Linked DNA regions of Mus musculus: all the other regions are linked to region 4. The links are chromatin contacts, called in public promoter capture Hi-C maps. All regions are on one chromosome and are shown on one strand. Each heading gives the region's core, a stretch centred on a gene start, on an enhancer-like site or on the middle of the called end of the contact. The rest is flanking DNA. Distances are from core to core; before and after follow the strand shown.

Region 1 (2,751 bases), core at 161-2,660, 480 kb before region 4:
TTCAAATGAAACTGTTGTATGGAAAGAATAAAAAATCTCATGTCTCTTCCAAATTAGGTAGACATTTTCATTTACCCTTCCAGACATATATCTATTTGTAAATTTTTGGATAATATTCTAAGTATTTTCATATAACTATGCCAAACAAACTATGCAATAGTTACATTTGTCCTTCATTTTTAGAAATGACATAAACATTTTGTTTTCTGACTCTAGTATCTCTTAAATGAGATCTGATAATTGCTTTTAAATTAAACTACTAGACCTGATAAAAATAAGTAACTGCTTAGAGTCTTACAAATTTCCCACAACTCCAGGTCACTTGGGAAAACACCCAGAGTGCTTAAAATCAGAGTTGGAACCGCTATAGAGTTAGAACTGGATCAAGAACTCAAATGTGTTTAATCCATAAACCCCATTTTCCTCCTTTGTTGTTAAAAAATATAACTCTTCTTAGTAGGATCTCTACAAGGCAGTGGGATCCCACTCAAAGGATGCTGCTAAAATGTCAGGATCCAGCAGGGATCTGAGTAGCAACGACCACATTTACATTTCTCCTAAACATTTAGGTGAAAAGACAGACAGCATGGTAAGAGTTAATTGAAACATTCCTGTTGGAGCGGGACTGAGGAGTGGGGGTAGGGGAGGGTGGGAGGGGGAGCGAGGCTGGGAGATGCAGAGTTAATCAGGGGGCAAATCCAAAGCCAGGCATGGATAGGCCTCACTAATGAGCCTCAAGTACCCTGCAGTGGTTTTCAAACTTAACTGGCTTCAAAAGATGCCACCCCATGACAGAATGCAGCTAGCCATAAGAGGAGGGTGATTAGAATAAATGACTGGAGTAATTAACTCTGATGGGAAACCACCTGATTGGAAAAGAGAAGCCAAGAGCTATTTAGCTGATGGTCCTGCAGGAGAAAAGGAAGCTTTCCCTTTCTCTTGTGTGGGTGTTCAGTCAGAACTCCACTCTTTCAAGTAGGTATTTGGTAGCACTAATGAAAAGCAGCTTCCATTCAAGGGCCTCTCAAGGGCCTTCCCATTCATTTTGAAAGGGGAGGAAAATAAAAGCTTCAAAGTAGAACTAATTTACTTTACTCCCTCACCTCTCGGTGAATTTTGCATTTGAGAAGTCTACATTCTTATTTGTGCTAATGCTCTCGCTTGTAAAACTAACTTTATGAAAATGTATGGGACAGTTAGTTACTGAGGAAAAAGAAAACAATAATTTTTTCCCTTTAAAAATGTTATACATAGAAAACTCAAAACTGATAGTAATTAGTTGCTGACTGATTAGAATATTTTCCAACTGCTACTGGAGTCATTCTTCGCACAGCAAGGACTGTAAGGAGAAAGTGAAGTAGGACAGAGGGATTGTTCACATTTAATACGAACAAAGACAAGGCCAATGCAAGGATACTATGTGCAAAGAGACAGGTACACTTGCTCGGTGGCTTTATTTTTTGGGGAGGAGAGATAGAGATAGAGATAGAGATAGAGATAGAGATAGAGATAGAGATAGAGATAGAGATAGAGATAGAGATAGAGATAGAGAGAGAGAGAGAGAGAGAGGGAGAGAGGTAGGCAGAGAGAGAGAGAGAGAGAGAGAGAGAGAGAGAGAGAGAGAGAGAGAGATTACAAAGACTTGGGGGCATTACTACCTGCTGTTTTACAAGGAAGCATCAATTCATCAGGCCAGTGTTGTTCTGTACCTGCTGAGTTAATGTCCTTCCACATACCCCTCCCCCAAACAGGTTCACCAGCCTTCCAGTAACCAGGGTGTAGTAGCACAATAACCTAGTAAATGTTTATGCCTACACTCGGATTTATTTGACAGCTTTACACCTTTGGGCATGATATAATTAAATGTTTTGACAGCTAAACAAAAACTGTATAAATTTAAAAGCTATTAGGGGCTCAGCATCTAGAATCAAAATGAAGTAATTTGCTTATACCTAAGTCACTTTTAGCAAGGCATTCCAATAAAAAGCAGGCAAGGGTATCTGTCTATCCTGGTGTTTTAGCTAATTCGTTCTTTCTGTGAAGGAGATACCCTTTATCAATGTTGATGGTGACCTTTATACTTAACAAAAGCAACGTGAGTATATTTAAGATGATCAATAGAAACTCATTAGCTATTTTCTGTAATTTGAGAAACACTAATAATAAAAATCCACTGACTATTAAGTAGTACATTGGCTTAAAAGGCCACCATGTACTACGTAAGAGTTCATTAACTCATGGAACCTAGAGCCCTTCAAACCCAGCTACAGAGAACTAGGGAAGTTAACCCTTATCCTCCTAAGAGGTCAAGTTCTGGGTTTCAGTGTTCTTACTGCTGTGGACCCTAAATTCATGGCTTACCTTCAGAGAAGCCCATTGCTTATAGCCAGAGCTTCAGACAGGGTCCTCGTCAGCAATGGTATTTAAACATGCAGATTGCAAAGCTCAGTTACCTCTTTAAAAGTTAAAAAAAACTATATAATACAACTAATCTGTCCATTAAACTCTTATTTGTTTAAAAGTAGAGGCTGTTTTGTATCTATTACATGGTACCACAGCATCATTGTGGAGAGTATGGACAGAGGGGTAGCTTACAGTCTGGGCAAAAAGTTATGTCTCAATAAGACCCCTTAGAGCCATTGCTGCAGTATTTGAACTCTATCAGTATAAAGTAATACTCAAAATTCTCTTTTAATCATATAACAATCTAGGGAGACACTTTATCTTCAATAGCAGTAACAGTGATCAGTT
Region 2 (2,997 bases), core at 326-2,825, 410 kb before region 4:
TCAGCCTCCCTCACTGCAGCCTCCCTGCCCCTCAGCCTCCCTCACTGCAGCCTCCCTGCCCCTCAGCCTCCCTCACTGCAGCCTCCCTGCCCCTCAGCCTCCCTCACTGCATCCTCCCTGCCTCTCAGCCTCCCTCACTGCAGCCTCCCTGCCCCTCAGCCTCCCTCACTGCAGCCTCCCTGCCTCTCAGCCTCCCTCACTGCAGCCTCCCTGCCCCTCAGCCTCCCTCACTGCAGCCTCCCTGCCTCTCAGCCTCCCTCACTGCAGCCTCCCTGCCCCTCAACCTCCCTCATAGCATCCTCCCTGCCCCTCAGCCTCCCTCATAGCATCCTCCCTGCCCCTCAGCCTCCCTCACTGCAGCCTCCCTGCCCCTCAGCCTCCCTCACTGCAGCTTCCCTGCCCCTCTGCCTCCCTCACTGCAGCCTCCCTGCTCCTCAGCCTCCCTCACTGCATCCTCCCTGCCCCTCAGCCTCCCTCACTGCAGCCTCCCTGCCCCTCAGCCTCCCTCACTGCAGCCTCCAAAAAGTCCAAAAGTAAACGCATTTTTCAAAGATCTAAGCACCTAAATAATTTATATGAAAAGCTGGAAAATATCAAAGCAACTGACAATCATCTTTTAATCAGATTAATGAAAAACTTTTGTTTTCATAGACACCTTAAAACTTCACTGACTCTTAACTACCAGTAAAAATTAGCTTTTTCTTCTTTGAATTTTGAAAACTATAACTTGAAGTTACTTAATAAAAGAATAATGCTTCCAGATTGAATTTTATAACTTATAAAACCTGATTATTTATTCACAAAAAAAATGAGATGAAGTAACAAGTAATTTAGCTCAAACTCAACTTCAGTCTTAGCTACTCAAATGTAAGATTTAAAACTCCCTCTCCACATCTTTGTCTCCATCTGAAAGTGCTGTGCTAGCAGTTGTTTTCCCTAATTTCAGTATCTGCACACTATTTTTCAAATATGACCTTTGTTCAGTAGGTTTATCTATGAGCCACATGTGTAAGGCACTCAGGAGAGCTCTGTGCAAAGCCCATCCTGTAACACAGCTGCTGTGATGTCATATGCTGGCAGCACCCTTCCTTCTTTCCTTTCGACATTTACATATGAACTGCTGCAGCTCAGACCAACCTTTCAGAAGTGACTTTCCACAAACTCTAGGAACATGTTTGTAGCTGCTGAGGCCAAGATGGTCAGGAAGAATTGGCAGGAAACCTCAGAAACCCTATCTATAGTGCACAGATTTATTCAAATGAACAAACTTCTGAAATCCACAAGTCTCAGACTTTTTAATACCTCACAGTATAAGTTTTCTTGAAAAATATTGTTAAGAAAAGAGAGCTAACGAGAGAACAGAAAGGGTCTGGAGCACGCCCCAGGAATTAAGCCTGAAAGAGTTAAAGAGTGCTACTTTGCAAAGACCCATTTTGTGGTGTACAGAGCAGTGGCAAGATGTCAACGTAGAGAAGGGTCTGGAAGGGAACACAAGAGGACCTCTATGGCTCTGCTTAGGATCATGACGGTCTCCTGAAAGCCATCTCATGCTGTCATGTACACACAGAATGATCGGAAATGCGGAATCAGCACAAGGGCAGAGCTTATCCTCTTCTAAGAGTACAGAGTGCCAGCACATAGTGATAGAGTCATGACAAAGTGAAAGCAAAACACTAGATTAAAATAGAAATACTGGTGAACCAACTGTTCCCTCATGGTTTTTATATTACAATGATATTGAGGGTAAATGTCAAAAATAACAGTAAGGTATCTGATGTACATGCACAGATGAAGGTTTGTGGTTCAGAGAACGGTAAAAGAAATGTTATGTCAAAAAAGTCAGTGACTGTTGTAATTATTTGGTTTGGGAATATTCCAGGAAGTAGTGTATGGACCCAAAGGAATGCTCCACATGACAGCAATGTTTCTATTTGTCCGATATAAACAAAGATTCTCAGAGTCATAAATAAATAAACCCACTATATTAAAAACAATTCTGTATCATCCAGGCCTATTAGCACCCTCCATTTTTGCAGGTGTAAAAACGCTGTGTCTGGGAGATATAAAATGTACCAGCAGCTACAGTCATCTGCTTACAGGCAGCAAAGAGTTAGGGCACTAAGACCAAACTACAGGCCAGATCTAGAATGGTATGTGTTGCCTGGGATAATGCAAATATTAATGATGAACTCAGATATTAAAATTCATTCATTGGAGTATCCGGTTAAAGTAAGATGCATATAGAAAGAAAAGAAGAAACGCTGGTTAGAGTAGCATGCACCTTTAATCCTAGCAGTCAGAAAGTGAAACAGATTGGCAGACTTCTGTGAATTCAGGGTCAGCCTAGTCTACACAGTGAGTTCCAGGTCAGCCAGAGCTACACAGTGAGTCTCGTGTATTAAAAAAGAAAGAAAAAAATTAAGATATATTACTTGAAATTGTACTGTATTTCTGCATGACAACATAGCTATTGTTGTATGTATGTATGTATGTATGTATGTATGTATGTATGTATGTGTGTGTGTATGTAGTATTTAACAACATATTGTTTAGGTGTTTCTTCCTATTTACTTAGTATCTGGAGAAGCACTTTAGGACAAGTTATCACAAATGGAAAATGCATATTTTTGTCTTGGGGACATTGAAACCATGCTTTAAAACAGTTTCTATCTGAAATATATACTGTAATTAATGTCTCCTATTTACTTTCCCTTTAACTTTGTTAACTGTGTACCACAGCAGCAACCCCAAATGAAAGTCAATAATCTATGTGTTTTTGAAGCTTTTTAAAGAAAACCATGGTTACTTGGTTGCATCCCATCTGCCTTGCAGAGGAGGAAAATGAACAAAGAGTCTTTGTTATTCAGGCCATAGTGTACTATAGGAAGAACAAGTGTCTTATTTTAGTTCTAGCTCTTTTGTATCTAAATGACAAATGAAACAAGCCTGGTCATCATTTTTATACAACCTTGGCTTGTAGAGTGTTTTGTCACATGC
Region 3 (2,842 bases), core at 60-2,559, 450 kb before region 4:
ATCATTATGGACATCTAGTTAACTACAAGCCCAAATGCTTAAGTTGATGTTGATATTTTATAGTATTTTATTATAGCATAAAAAATAATTAGTACAGCATACTTAGAGTTTTAACACTGGCTCCCTTGGTCAAAATCTTGAACTGAGTTACACCACAGGTTCTCTTGGGTCTCTACACTAAGACAATTTATGTCTTCAATAATTATGTGAGCCAATTCAAAAGCTTAATCCATCCCCACCCCCTGTACTGTTCTTTCTGATTAGTACTAAGCATTTTCTCTAACATACAATATGTCACATCGTCATTCTACAAATATAATTTTGCTCTTTATTTAAGTTTTGAAAAAATAATACCTACTAAAATAATCTGACCAGCAAAGAATAAAGAAATCATCTAAACATCAACTATTAAAATGTTGCTAGAGATCTGTTTCATAAGAATATTTTTCTTATGCATCTATAAACAAATACATTAACTCACATCTACAATTTTTATCATCTGAACCATCCTTTTTTCATTAATTTTATTTAATGAAGATAAATAAATTAATTAATAAATTTTGAGTTTTTTTAAATGAAAACCAGTAGGTGAAAGTATTTTTCTCATTCAATTCATATTTTCATTCAATAAATCTAATATAAAGTGCATTTTCAAAGAACTTTCTATATAACCACAACCTATTATAGCACATGTGGCAATAGAACTACCCCACAGGCAGCACAGTGGGGTGAACATGGTCAGCATGCATTGGAGTCTCAGCTCAGTATACTAATGATCAATAGTCATGACTTTGGCAAGTTACATAAACTCTGGCTCAGCTGCCTAATATAGAGTAGAGAAATAGCACTTATCTCACAGGACTGTTGTAAGGATTAAAGAAACTAATCCAGAATATATAGCAGAATATAGAACATATTAAATGCTCAGTGAGACACAGTTACCTTTTTCTTAAAAACAAAAGCTTGAATTGAACAAAGCTTTATTAAAATAAAGAACAAATACCTATGAAAAACACACAATGAAGAGTTAAAAATACACTAAATGCATTGCAGTATCTTCTCTAGTGCAGAGAACAAAAAAAGTTGACAAAAGAAAACAGAGAAGACTAGAGGTTTTCATCGAAGGCATTGGATTGTCAGGACAGAAACATGGTACCTGTTGAGAGGATTAATCTTACACAACACAGGCCAACTACAACAGGGAAGGTGTCACTTAGAAAGACTTAGAACAACTGAAACCACTGTGTAGTGAGTGCGACTGAGGGGAGGAAGTGAAATGTGTTCACAGGAAGAGGCAGAGGAGCCCAGGAGAGGAAGTAAGCCAATAAGCAGAGTACCTTAGTGGGCCCCAAGGAAAAGAAGAGGGAGATGCTGTCACTTAAATGGGAGACCTTACTTTTTCTCAGGGTCTCTCTGGTGCTGTAAGAAGCTGCTGTTTTTTCTTTGTCTTTGTGAAACAGAGGACAGAATTCAGGACCTTACATATGCAAATGTGCAAGCCAGGAGCTGGAGCTCCTCTTTTAACTTGGCCACACTGGGTAGGCTGGCCTTGAGTTTTCAGTCAGGCTCTGAGCATGTGCTCCTGTCTCAGCCTCCTGTGTAGCTGGGATTACAGTACTGTGCTATCAGGCCCAGCTAAAGCTTTATATTTACTGGAATATATTTATTGCAACTGGTACAAAACATATGTGAAAATTTAACTTGTGCTTTTAAATAATTAAATGTATATTTCCTAAGTATTATAGGGGGACTATTGATGATGGGGGGACTCATACAGTAATCATTCAGGGCAATTTTTCAGTATCCATTTTGAAAATTACAACATAATCTGACAAATATAAATATAGCTTACCTAAAATCTAGAACATTCTATTATAATATTTCAGCTCCTTAACTTTAATAAAATTATTATTATTACTACTACAACTACTACTACAACTACTACTACTACTACTACTACTACTACTACTACTACTACTATTATATTTGGGAGCTTTCAAGACAGGGTTTCTCTGTGTAGACTTGGCTATCCTGGTACTTGATTTGCAGACCAGTCTGGCCTTGAACTAACAGAGATCCGCCTGCCTCTGCCTCCGGAGTTCTGGGATTGAAGGTGTGCATCACCACACCTGGCAACTTACTCTTTATATGTCTTATAATTGTTGTTCATGTTTTATGCATAAGCCAGTATTAGAAATTGCCTATATTTTATTGAAATACCATGCCTATCCTTCATGAACTATTTTGTGTCACTTACCGTATGGTTCTAAACTGGCTATGACATCTCATATCAACAGATTCATGCTCAGGTGGGTCAATCACACAAACACATCAAAGAATAAATTTTCCTGTTACATACACACTAAATTTTTCAAACAGTATTTGTAAGACTCTCCAATTTAGGGAGTATCTATTTTACGAGTATCTGTTATAACTTATATTGCCCTATGGTGTCAAGTTGGCCATTCGTAGGATGATCCTGATGGAAACATAAACAAGTCATCTGCTGCTGAGATGCAGATTACATTGCTCCCAGGCATGGGGACCATAAATTATGTCATTGTATTTTTAAAAGTGATCAAAACAGGATCTATTATATGTCATTTTTGGTATACAGGATTATTTAAATAATTGTAATACAACTTTATGAACACTAAATTAAGGAGATAACGTACAAGGTTATTCCAAAGATGTTTGTGAAAAGACAGGCAATTAAGTGGTTACTGCAGGCTGAGTTATACCCACTCTAACATGACTCCATATGTTGGTATTTTAACCTCTAGTAACTCAGAATGTGACCTTATCTGGAGATGGATTATTTATACAAGTAATCATGTTAAAA
Region 4 (2,938 bases), core at 58-2,557:
GCCTATATCAGCACTATGAACATGAATTCTGTATTTAAAACTAACTATAGCAAAACATAACTTAGGCAAAAACTTACATTAGCTCCCAAGTCCAAAAAAAAAAAAGTCATTTATTCAAAATATTAAAGAGAAAAATCGCAGGCTTAAACATACACTCCAAGAGGAAAAAAAAGTTACATCCAAATTCTCCATTGAACACCTGACTACACACACACATGCACACACATACACACACAAATATACTTCCACATCAACACTTGCTTAATTAGCACAAAGGTGATCTGTTCATGTTCATTGAAAACCTGAAGCATCAAATTTTGCATAATTCTCTTTAAACTGAAATACAAGTAATTGCTCCATTTAGGTCAAGTAGAATTTTGTGTCTATCCGTGGAAAAAGCCATTAGATTGAGTGAAGCACATGACCCCAACTTCGTCTTGCTCCCCAACTCACCGAGAAAAGTATATGCTTATAAAATATTGATCTACTTACCAGGTTAAAGACAGTTTCTACAATATCCCTATTGGACACTTCTCCAACTTCAACCAACCCCGTCAGCACGGCGAATTTCATTCTGATGCCCCTGATGGGGAGCCCCGGCTTCAGAGACAGCGCACCCCCTTCCGTAGGGGTTTCTTCTTTCCCTCCACCTCCCCCGTCATCACCTGTTGGTGGCCGGGAAGGGGCACGATTGTCTTCACTAGCCATGACTAGTTCACGAGAAAGGACAAGTCAGAGTCACCCTGGGCCAGCAGTCGCTGCACGGAGAAGAGGCACCAACACACACGCAAACGCTAAACCAAAAAGGGTCTCTGTTCCAACTTGCGGAGAAACCCAAAAAAGCAGGAAAGTCCTTGGTCGTCGCCCTCCTCCTCTTGGAGACTATTTGTCCAATCTCTCTCCCGGAGGCTGACAACAACGCCAAAGCCTATTGGAAGATTAAACATCTGTTAAATAGGGTAGGTCTGTCGTGGGATTTTTTAGGGAGGAGAGGGAAATAGTTACTGTCTGTCAAATAAGTTACTAAGGGCACCCCAAGGGCCAGCCGGCCGGCCGCTCCTCCCGGGCTCCATCGCCCGCTCCGCCGAAGGCGGGTCCTCCAGGCCGGCGAGCAGGCTCACTCCTCCCCCCCCCCCCCCAGCCCGCGCAGGTGGTGGGCGCGGGCAGGTGCACCGCGGGGGACTGTCGCCGGCAGAGGACGGGGGGCCCCTGCGACCACTGAGGTCCAAAGTTCCTCCTCACCCGGAGACTCCGGCCTCGTCCTCACCCCCGCCGGGGCGCAGCGAGACGGAGGTGGCGGCGGAGATCCAGGGCAGGAAAAGGCGGGGGAAGGGGGCGGTGATTCTCCTCAGCGCTCGGCCCAGGGGGAGGAGTGGAGCACCTCGCCCGGGCACCTGAGCTCGGCTGAGGAGAGGAAGGGAGGTGTGTGCTGGGGCGGGAAGGCAGGCCCGACGCGCCTGCGGGGACGGGGACAGGGACCGGGACGGGACCGGGGAGAGAAAGGTCAAGGCACCTGGTCGCAGCCTTCAAGTTTCCCTAGTCCGCTCCCCGGGAGCCCGGCGGCTGCCTAGAACTCCGTGCTTCCCTAGGCCGCCCCACCCCTGCGCTCAGCCCTTGCAAACGCAGCTACTGCAGGCGGGGGCGACGCCGCGGCTCGTGCCGCCGCGGTGGCCGAGGATGCTACTGCCACAGAACGCCGGGCTACGGCGCGCGGGACTACCCCTATGCCTACTGAAGCTGCTCCTCGCCGCCATGACAGCGCCGAGGGCCGCCGGGCGCGGCGTGCGCGTGCGCGAGCGCGAGCGCGCGGGGTGGTGGGGCGGGCGAGCGAGCGAGCGGGCGGGCGCCCTAGCGGAGGCGGCTTAGTAGGGGACGTGCGGGCGGGCCCGGAGAATCGCGGGTGAGTGGCGGAGCAGAGCACGCGCGCTCGCTGGAGGTGCCACGCGGGCGGGAGCGCGCCTCGAGAGCGCGCTGCTCAGGTAGAGCCGCGAGCGGCGCGCTTTTCCCTCGCACTCTTCGCCCAGACTGTGCTTTGGCGACGAACGGGAGGCGGGTGCTGTGCAACAGCAGGTCTCTGAGCGCCGAGGGTACCCGCCCCACGTTGTCAAGGTGTCCTCGTGTTGGACTTGGAGAAGGACACCTGAGGGACTTAGGAGTCGTTGAGGTGGCGGCGCTGGAGCCTCTGGGGAGCAGTCTCCACCCCTGACTGAGCTCAGCTGCTGCCTGCCCGCCCGCGGCGCTAACTGGGAAAGATTTCCACTGGGATGCCCTGGCAGCTGCCGCTGCTCGGAGGGGAGGGACAGCGACTGGGAGGATTCCTTGCCTGGCAGCTGCCGCCCCAGCAAAGCTCTCCCACATTCTAAGGAGTAGAGGATTCATTCCTCAGACAGCTGCTCGGAGCTGTGGAGGCGGGATTCACCGGGGGGGTTGGGGGGGGGCTGGAAATGGGAAAGGGGGTTCCTCTCAATTTCCCAGTGTGGAAGTTAAGTTTGCCTCATTATAGATGCTTTTAAATATATATAAATGAGGATTTGAAGCCAGTACAAATTGTCATAGTCTAATGTTGTCATTCTCTTCACTGCCTCTGATGATGGCAAAGCATTGATCCTGGTGCATTAGTATAAAATAAAATGAACATAGAGGAGGTAGTTGTTCTATTAGTATTCTCTGGGATAAGACTTTAAAGTACTAAAATACTCCCAGGTTCCTAAAAATGACGGGATGAAGTAATCAAAGTACTCTGAAGGAATCCAAAGAAACGTAGATGAGTTTGAGAAATGAAATGGTTCACTTGAAAAGGTATTATTTGAAACATCCTTGAAAAATAGACCGTTTTAGCTGTCACATGGATACTTAAGAGAAGCAACATCAGAAAAGATTCTAGCAACGAAGTGTGTTTAGTTTATTGCACCTTTTTTAAATACTCAAAAGGAAGCTT

What was found. Promoter capture Hi-C pulls out the DNA fragments that hold promoters and counts their contacts.
Region 1: a contact with region 4 is called in a promoter capture Hi-C map of second pharyngeal arch cranial neural crest, with 3 times the contacts expected there. The contact joins the enhancer-like site here to the promoter of Lrba in region 4. A contact is called at or near these places in 9 of 39 promoter capture datasets (3T3-L1-derived adipocytes, cranial neural crest, embryonic stem cells and 4 more), 2 of 115 datasets of contacts at active chromatin or transcription factors (embryonic stem cells and large pre-B cells) and 2 of 9 other capture datasets (adipose tissue and liver).
Region 2: a promoter capture Hi-C map of liver shows a contact between it and region 4, with 2.7 times the contacts expected there. The contact joins the enhancer-like site here to the promoter of Lrba in region 4. A contact is called at or near these places in 7 of 39 promoter capture datasets (the C10 cell line, the HPC-7 cell line, embryonic stem cells and 4 more).
Region 3: a promoter capture Hi-C map of stem cell-derived epiblast-like cells shows a contact between it and region 4, with 2.4 times the contacts expected there. The contact joins the enhancer-like site here to the promoter of Lrba in region 4. A contact is called at or near these places in 7 of 39 promoter capture datasets (the 3T3-L1 cell line, the C10 cell line, HPC-7-derived erythroid cells and 4 more), 2 of 115 datasets of contacts at active chromatin or transcription factors (embryonic stem cells and stem cell-derived neural progenitor cells) and 1 of 9 other capture datasets (adipose tissue).

What each region holds. Positions count from the first base shown.
Region 1 is chr3:86,699,435-86,702,185 of GRCm38.p6, reverse strand. The region is part of intron 47 of Lrba (LPS-responsive beige-like anchor); the gene reads right to left. Among named protein-coding and RNA genes, the nearest start is that of Gm52625, 49 kb to the left of the region's middle. Within about 2 kb of position 1,410, at least 38 of the 459 cell types and tissues checked have an H3K27ac peak or open chromatin away from gene starts, as enhancers often do. A contact at or near this core is called in second pharyngeal arch cranial neural crest, where this site is marked.
Region 2 is chr3:86,634,224-86,637,220 of GRCm38.p6, reverse strand. All of the region lies in intron 44 of Lrba (LPS-responsive beige-like anchor), which reads right to left. Among named protein-coding and RNA genes, the nearest start is that of Gm31677, 84 kb to the right of the region's middle. Within about 2 kb of position 1,575, at least 42 of the 459 cell types and tissues checked have an H3K27ac peak or open chromatin away from gene starts, as enhancers often do. A contact at or near this core is called in hippocampal neurons, liver and stem cell-derived epiblast-like cells, where this site is marked.
Region 3 is chr3:86,676,433-86,679,274 of GRCm38.p6, reverse strand. The region is part of intron 47 of Lrba (LPS-responsive beige-like anchor); the gene reads right to left. Among named protein-coding and RNA genes, the nearest start is that of Gm52625, 72 kb to the left of the region's middle. Within about 2 kb of position 1,309, at least 38 of the 459 cell types and tissues checked have an H3K27ac peak or open chromatin away from gene starts, as enhancers often do. A contact at or near this core is called in pre-B cells and stem cell-derived epiblast-like cells, where this site is marked.
Region 4 is chr3:86,223,059-86,225,996 of GRCm38.p6, reverse strand. Lrba (LPS-responsive beige-like anchor) reads right to left here and starts at 1,307. Exons shown (of 57, transcript NM_030695.2): 1 at 1,243-1,307; 2 at 493-928. The coding sequence starts at 708.